2 separate regions of the Mus musculus genome follow, and region 1 is linked to region 2. A link is a contact called in public Hi-C data. All regions are on one chromosome and are shown on one strand. The core of a region is the stretch at or near the end of the contact, and the rest is flanking DNA. Distances in the headings are between cores, read along the strand shown.

What was found. Hi-C and Micro-C count contacts between places; a contact is called where the count stands out from the background.
Region 1: a contact with region 2 is called in a Hi-C map of the N1E-115 cell line, with 7 times the contacts expected there. The contact joins two enhancer-like sites. A contact is called at or near these places in 2 of 484 Hi-C or Micro-C datasets (the N1E-115 cell line and granulocyte-monocyte progenitors), 5 of 115 datasets of contacts at active chromatin or transcription factors (embryonic forebrain, embryonic limb bud, forebrain and 2 more) and 1 of 9 other capture datasets (adipose tissue).

The regions. Positions count from the first base shown.
Region 1 is chr4:82,634,160-82,637,670 of GRCm38.p6, forward strand. No RefSeq gene overlaps it. Among named protein-coding and RNA genes, the nearest start is that of n-THgtg10, 16 kb to the left of the region's middle. Within about 2 kb of position 1,917, at least 7 of the 459 cell types and tissues checked have an H3K27ac peak or open chromatin away from gene starts, as enhancers often do. A contact at or near this core is called in the N1E-115 cell line, where this site is marked.
Region 2 is chr4:82,509,531-82,512,963 of GRCm38.p6, forward strand. The region is part of intron 1 of Gm11266 (predicted gene 11266); the gene reads left to right. Among named protein-coding and RNA genes, the nearest start is that of Gm11266, 3.3 kb to the left of the region's middle. Within about 2 kb of position 1,506, at least 110 of the 459 cell types and tissues checked have an H3K27ac peak or open chromatin away from gene starts, as enhancers often do. A contact at or near this core is called in the N1E-115 cell line, where this site is marked.

The sequences.
Region 1 (3,511 bases), core at 667-3,166, 130 kb after region 2:
CTTCCTCCCTCCAGTCTTACACCTGTCTTGACCTTGTCCTCCCTGTCCCCAAATACTTCCCAGGAGATGATTCTCTTACTTAAGAAAGCAGCAAACTGGGCTTCGTTTCAGTAGCTGGCTGGCATCTGTATGCTATTGCTTATTGCTTATTCAGAGGTAAATGTTAAAACCTCAGTTGAAACTGTTTCAGTTATCCAGGTGATGGCTTTACAATTCACAGACATTGTTTGTAACGCGTCGACTGCATTTTCAAGGGTGATGTCAATAATCATATTTTTACAGATGAGGTCATGGGACTTGAAGTCTGGCACCTTACTCGGGGCGGGACAATTGTGTTTAAGGCAGGGATTTTAGCCCAGGTGTTCTTGATTCTCGAGCCTGAGTTAGCTCCATGGCAACACAGTGAAGCCTGAAGCCAGGTCCACTCTGGCCAGCTGGACTGAACACGTGAGGTGTTACTCATTTTAATGAGTTGACACCAGCAGCTACTCTCCCCATGGGACCTCACAAACACAGCTGGATAATTGAGGCAAAACCAGTATAAAGCTGTTTTATTATTTGTTTTCTTCAGATACCTTGATATGTTTTAAATCTTTAGCTGGTTAGTGGGTAGGTAGTTGTTTATTAAACTATTCTTTGTACACGTGACATAATTTATAATAATTTTTCTTCTTTTAAATTTTATTATGAAGCATGTTTAATCTTATACGAAAATAAGCAAGTATGTTGGTCCCTTATGTGTCCCTGCCCAACTTTAGAACTGATTTAGCCAAGTCAGTATATACCTCTAACAGATAAAGGTTTTAAACATATGTATATGGAAAGCATAATTAATTAAAAACCACAACACAATAGCATGCCAGCTAATAAAATAACCAATAGTTAATAACAAACTAACTGTAATTTGTTATCTTATCTTAGTCAAATATATAGTCAGTCTCCAAATACCTTCCATAACAGAATCACACCAGTCTACGCCAGTGGTTCTCAACCCTTAATGCTGTGAACCTTTAAGACGTTGTGGTGACCCCCAACCATAGAATTATTTTTATTGTTACTTCGTAACTGTATTTTTGTTAGTTATGGATTATAATGTAAATGTCTGCGATGTAGAGTATATGATATGCTACCCTTGTGAAGGAACATTCCGCTTCTGAAGGGGTCGAGACCCACAGGTTGAGAACCCGTGTTCTAGACCGGTTGTCCAACTGGAGCAGTTTTAACTGACTCCAGGTTTGATTTAGTCCTTCGGTTAAGTTACAGTACCAGCCATTATCCCAGATCAGCCTGACCTCACACTTATGGTGACTCTCCCGCCTCTGCCCTCCCCGGAGCTAAGACTATATATAGGTGTGTGCCACTATCCCTGGCTCATTCCAGTTCTTATAAAAGTCCCTTCTTTTTCTTCTTCATTCATTGTTATCAGTGTTTCTAGAGAGCAATAAAGTATCTGTCAACAATGATGAGAACCAGAAGAAAACCAGCCAGGGATTATCCAGACGGAAGCCTGTGCTACCATTAAACCTCTCCAGGCACTTTACAAAGCCCATCTTTTTGGAGTCATTATCTCCACAATATTTTCATATAAAAATAGAAAAAAGAGGGGGGAGAGAAGAGAAAATATCAAGGAGGAGGAGGGAAAGAAACAAGGAAGGAAGAAATAGAAGAGGAGAGGGGGCAAGAGAGGAAGGGAGAAGGGATGGGAGGAAACTAACAGGTGCCTTTGAAATCATATCATGATAGATTAATCTTGCCTTCCTTTCTTCTAGCTAGAGCACATCAGGTCACCTGTCAAAATGTAATTAGGAACTCTCAATCCTGAAACTTTATATTCTCCCCCATCCCCTCATAGACATGCCTCATCCTGATGAGGCATCCCAACGTGGCAGTCGTCCTGTTAGCTAGACAAATATCTGCCAAAACATTAGGCAGATGGTTATCAAACGATTTTCACATTCCCCATACGAAGATCCCTGTACCCTGCTGATGACAGGATTACACAGGGACTAAAGCAAATTAGCTGGAAGAGGGGAGGAGAAGGGATGAATCCTATTAGTTAGGACCACACGTGCTTAAATAAAGAAAAAAAATAATAAAATAAAACCATAGCATATACACACCAGCCCAAGCTTTCTCAAAGGGGTTGAAAATATGTGTGATGTGGTCTGTCCATTTCTACTTACACAGATTGCTTTCTACCACAGGGTTTCTTAAGAGACCCTGACCTTGCACGAAGCTGCCACTCAGTGATGTTCAGGCTATGGGTCCCATAGAGGTGGGCTTCTGCTCTCATCTCCGAATCTTCCAACTATTTTTTCCTTCATCATATAAAAGGTATTTGGTCCTCTCAGGCTTTGAGTGCTTGGGGACAGGATCTCTAAAATGAGTGCTACCAAAGAATAAAACTTGAGTCTTCATAGTGTGTAGCTTGTGTAACAAACCCTGGCTTGATTTCTTGTTTGGCGCTTAATTGGAACAAGGGGCTAGTCTGTAACCCATTTGAGGATCAAATGAGATTATTTTTTTGTCAGCCTACTATGAGATAGGGAAGATTTATCTGCAGCCACACTCGGATGTTCTCTTAATACCTTTCAAAAATACAAGTGCTTCCATCCTAATAGGGTTTTAGCTTGCGATCTAATCATCCACTCTTGAATTAAGATGCTTGAATGAAGCCAACTCATTTGGAACTAAGCACTTTAATGTCAACAGAGACATATGGTAGGGAGACAGAATTACAAAGGCTCTCTTCTGAAGCATACGTTAAGAAGGCAGGACTAAGACCCCAACGCCATTATTAGTTTACTCATTTATTTCCTAGTAAATAACCGAGAGTAATGTCATCTTAGAGACCTGGAAGTTATCTAATAATTATATGTTTGGGATAAGGGTGCATTCCTACCTGAAGTGATTACAACATTCCCTGGTTGTATAATTACCTCTTTTGAAAGCAGTGTTGTTTTCAGATCAAAGAAGATACAATATACACACACATATACCACACACACACACACACACACACACACACATTACAAATACATAGCTAAAAATACAGATCAAGACTTCTGTGAGACATCTTCATCCAGGTTGTAAAGATCAAGGCATATGCTGCATCTGTGCAAAGGTGTCACCCCAAACCATGCAAACTGACACCATAATAATGTGTAGCCGAGCTTCTCTCTGACTTACCAGTGGGGATCATGCTAACAAGAATTTGTTGGAATACTGAATCCCGTGTGTTCATTCTGTTTTTCCTGTACCCTCAGCCCAAGACAGGGCTGATCCTCTCTCCAGGGAGGCGATGAATGGGTCCTGAAGTAAAGTGGTGGAGCACAGACAGAGCTCTGTGTAGATAGACATATGATACCAGCAACCCTTAGTTAATGATAGTTAATGTAGTTTTGTTTGATATAAATGTCTGATAAGTCTCAGTGCCTGGTACACACGGGCCTGCAATACACAGTTGGTGATGGGCTTGGACCGAATGAATGGACACAGACGGTATGATGCA
Region 2 (3,433 bases), core at 256-2,755:
CCCCCCCCCACCCACCCAAAAAATGCATATATAAACAGCCAGCAAGTGCTAAGACTGCCTGTGCATGATAGGAACTGCAGACTCACGCGCAGCTCTCTGAGCCCTTAAACTACTACTGTCAAATTAGGGGAGCAATTTTTCCCCACTGGAGAGTTCACAACTGGTTAGTTTCCCCCACCTACTGCCAGTCCTTTGCTTTTCAACTAAATAAATAACCTTGGACTTTTCTTCCCTCCTCTGGGAGCTGTTTGGTCTCCCCTGAGGACAAAACTAAATGAGAAAAAATGACGCTGTTAATAATGCCGCTGCTGAAATGCCTGTACTTAAGTATTAAAAAGAAATCCCACTAAGCAGGTCTGCATCCGGGACACAGTTGCAGGCTACCACTGTGAATGGGAACAGGGACCAGTCCAAAGGCCTCCATGTAGGTTCACTGGTCACAATTTCTCCACAGAAATGAATCCAGCACAATGAGAGATTTCCCAAGTTTGAAATCATTTGGTCCCGGGCTACAGAGTCAGCAGCTGGCCTGAAACTTTTGTCTGACTTATTCTGGAGTTTCAAAATTTCTGTCACAGTTGCCTGGCTGTGTGCACAGCACAGAGGTTCCATACACAGTGTATCTTTTCTGCTGATGCTGCAGGCTTGACCTTTTCTCAATAGATTCCCTTTAAAGTAAAACCCTACATCCTTTTATCTGGATGAGTAAACTTGCAGCTTGTCTGCATATATGCTGTGACCTATGAAGACACAGACGTTCAGAAAGGTCTGTCGAAAACACCCAAGTAGTCTTAACACTGTAGCATTAGAGGTGGCTACAGGCCATCTTAAACCTCTGTATTCCTTTTTCTGGTTCTCCTTTGAAAAGCTGCTGTTCTATTTCAAATCAAAATAATGCACAATAAGGGGATTTCTCCACCTACATTTCAAATGACAATATAAGAAGTTTAAAAAAAAAGAATATAAACAAGTGGGCCTAAACAAAGTATATATTCAGAAACAACAACAACAAAAAAAAAAAAAAATCCCTGAATGTATCCGAACACAGCAAGCTAGTAAATTTCAAATACTGTCAGGCTCTGTGATGCCACACAAGTCAACAAAGTTACAGATGTGTAACATTACATCCACTCAAAATTATGCTGCTGCTCAGCCTGACCATGTTAAAACTAAGCGGATGCCTGTGCTGTCTAAAGAATAAAAGGAATTTATTCTGCACATCAAACAATGAATCTGTCACCATTTATTGTATGAAACACTCAGCTAATCAATTTCCTGTTAAAATAGCTTTCAACAATACTCGGCTTTAAAATTCATCAGGGCCAGTAAAAACCTTTGCCCAGTGCAGAAGAATGCAGCCCTGACCACGGACGATAATTACCATTCTAATACTTTTATTGCCCAAGCGTTTTTTTTTTTTTTTCTGCGCTCCCCATCACTAGACAGGAATCTCCAGTATATTGTATCAGTGAGTCGGAGTGTTTGACCTTTGACCACATATGATTTAATAGGGACTTTTCAGCGCCTGCGCTCTCTCCATCCCTCATACCATTAAATAAAAACATTAAACCTCAGATGTAAAACTGGAAACCACAGCGTTTTTGCGTTTCACAACCCTTTGCAGTTTTTACTTAAGCTGCCCAAAGGTCAGCCTCTTAGCTTCACAACAGGCTTCCCAGTACAGTGAACACACCGGGAAGTCACTCATTCTGATTTTGATTAAATCTCCAGCCCCTCCTCACCGCCTCACGTGCACACATGCACCCTGCTTATTGACACGTGCATTCTTTCTAACCGCAGAAACATGCGGGTATGACTTTCTGGACTTATTCCACTTTAGGGCTGATTTAAATGTCTGTTCGAATATGGGTTCAAAAGTTAACGCCCCCCCCCTCCCGTTGGAAGTTATAGTTACAAAAGGGTGCTATGAGACCCGTTCAAAGAAAGTCAGTTAATCTTGTGTATTTTGGCGCCTTTTCTCTGCCAGCTACTGTACTTGAGGGGGAAAGGAAAACCTGGAGATCTTGTCTGTTCTGTCTCAAGTTCAATGGCAGTTCTTCCAACCAGGAGGGGAAGATGGCCATGTTCACAGACCTAATAATAATTCAGATCACGCCACCGCGGCATCTTGTGTCAAAGTCGAAACTGGCTTCCCCGCCCCCTTCAACCTGAAAGCTGCCAAGTCTTCACACACTCCGCATTCAACCACAACTTAATGGATGGGATATTGTGCATTAAAATGTGTCCCAGACTCTAGTCGAAGAGGACAAGGGAGAAGGCAGAGCCACAGACAAGCACACACAGATTTAGGCAGAGGGAGATCTTGGGCTAGGGCAGAAACCAGTGGGGTGGGAAAGACGCATTAACAGGAGCAGGAAGAAATCCATCATAATGCCCCCCCCGTTTTTTTTAAAGAGTTGGGGGTGCTGAAGGGAGAAGGGCTAACAATTCCTTACTGAAACGGGGTGTGGACGGACGAGTGAGCAAAACTTTAGAGAGACACCAATTTTAAAAGCTCTTTACACATCAATGGGAGCTAAGTAGAACTTTTTGCATTTGAAACTGCATTTTAAATAAGAATATAGAACAAAGAGGTACCTAGCGGTGAAGTAAGGTGCTTTCATTATAGAATAAAAATAAAAAAAGAACTGGACTATATGGGCAGCTAAGTATTATTTATAATTTTCCCCACAACAGTAAAGGGAGAGAGGGGGAAAGGAGAGCCAGATCGGGATGGGATGGGGTGGGTGGTGGTTTGCCGGGTTCCACACTGCTTGGATTTAGTATAATTCGCTCATTCCCGCCATAAGTGTGCTAAAGTTGTCAACGCTTAGAAAAGACGCATTTAGGTTAGTTCTGAAAATTCAACACCATCGTTCAATCTTTAAAACAACAATATGGCCTTGAGAAAAGGAGTAAAATAGTCGCTTTACACACAGGGACAGGAAATAAATTGTGCGCGTGGAGTTAGGCGGGAGCTTGCAAAGGACTAACACGAAATGCAAACAAGACGGATCCTTTGAAAGCCACATACCATCGCACTGCACTAAATAAAAGTCTGTACTGAACCCTGGGCCGCTGACTGAGTGTAGAAATTTGTTGTTGTTTTTGTGTCTCTTTTTGTGTTTAGAGGTTTGTTGTTGTTGTTGTTTGGGGTCTTTTTTTTTTTTTTTAAGCAATCCGACGTAGTCTGATACTGTTTAAAAGTATTTCTGCACCGCCACACTTCCTGGCCCAAGAAGAAAAGCAGGTACAGGTAAAGTCTGGAAGCAGGCTAAACACAGCTCCCGTTGCTCGCCCGGGCGGAAGACTCTCGGCCAATTCCCACGCCGTGTAATGTGTGTGTGTGAGTGTGTGTGTGTCGCAGTGCAGTGTGTGTGTCGCCGTGCAGTGAGTGTGTGTGAGTCTTGTGTGTATGTGTGTGTGTATATGC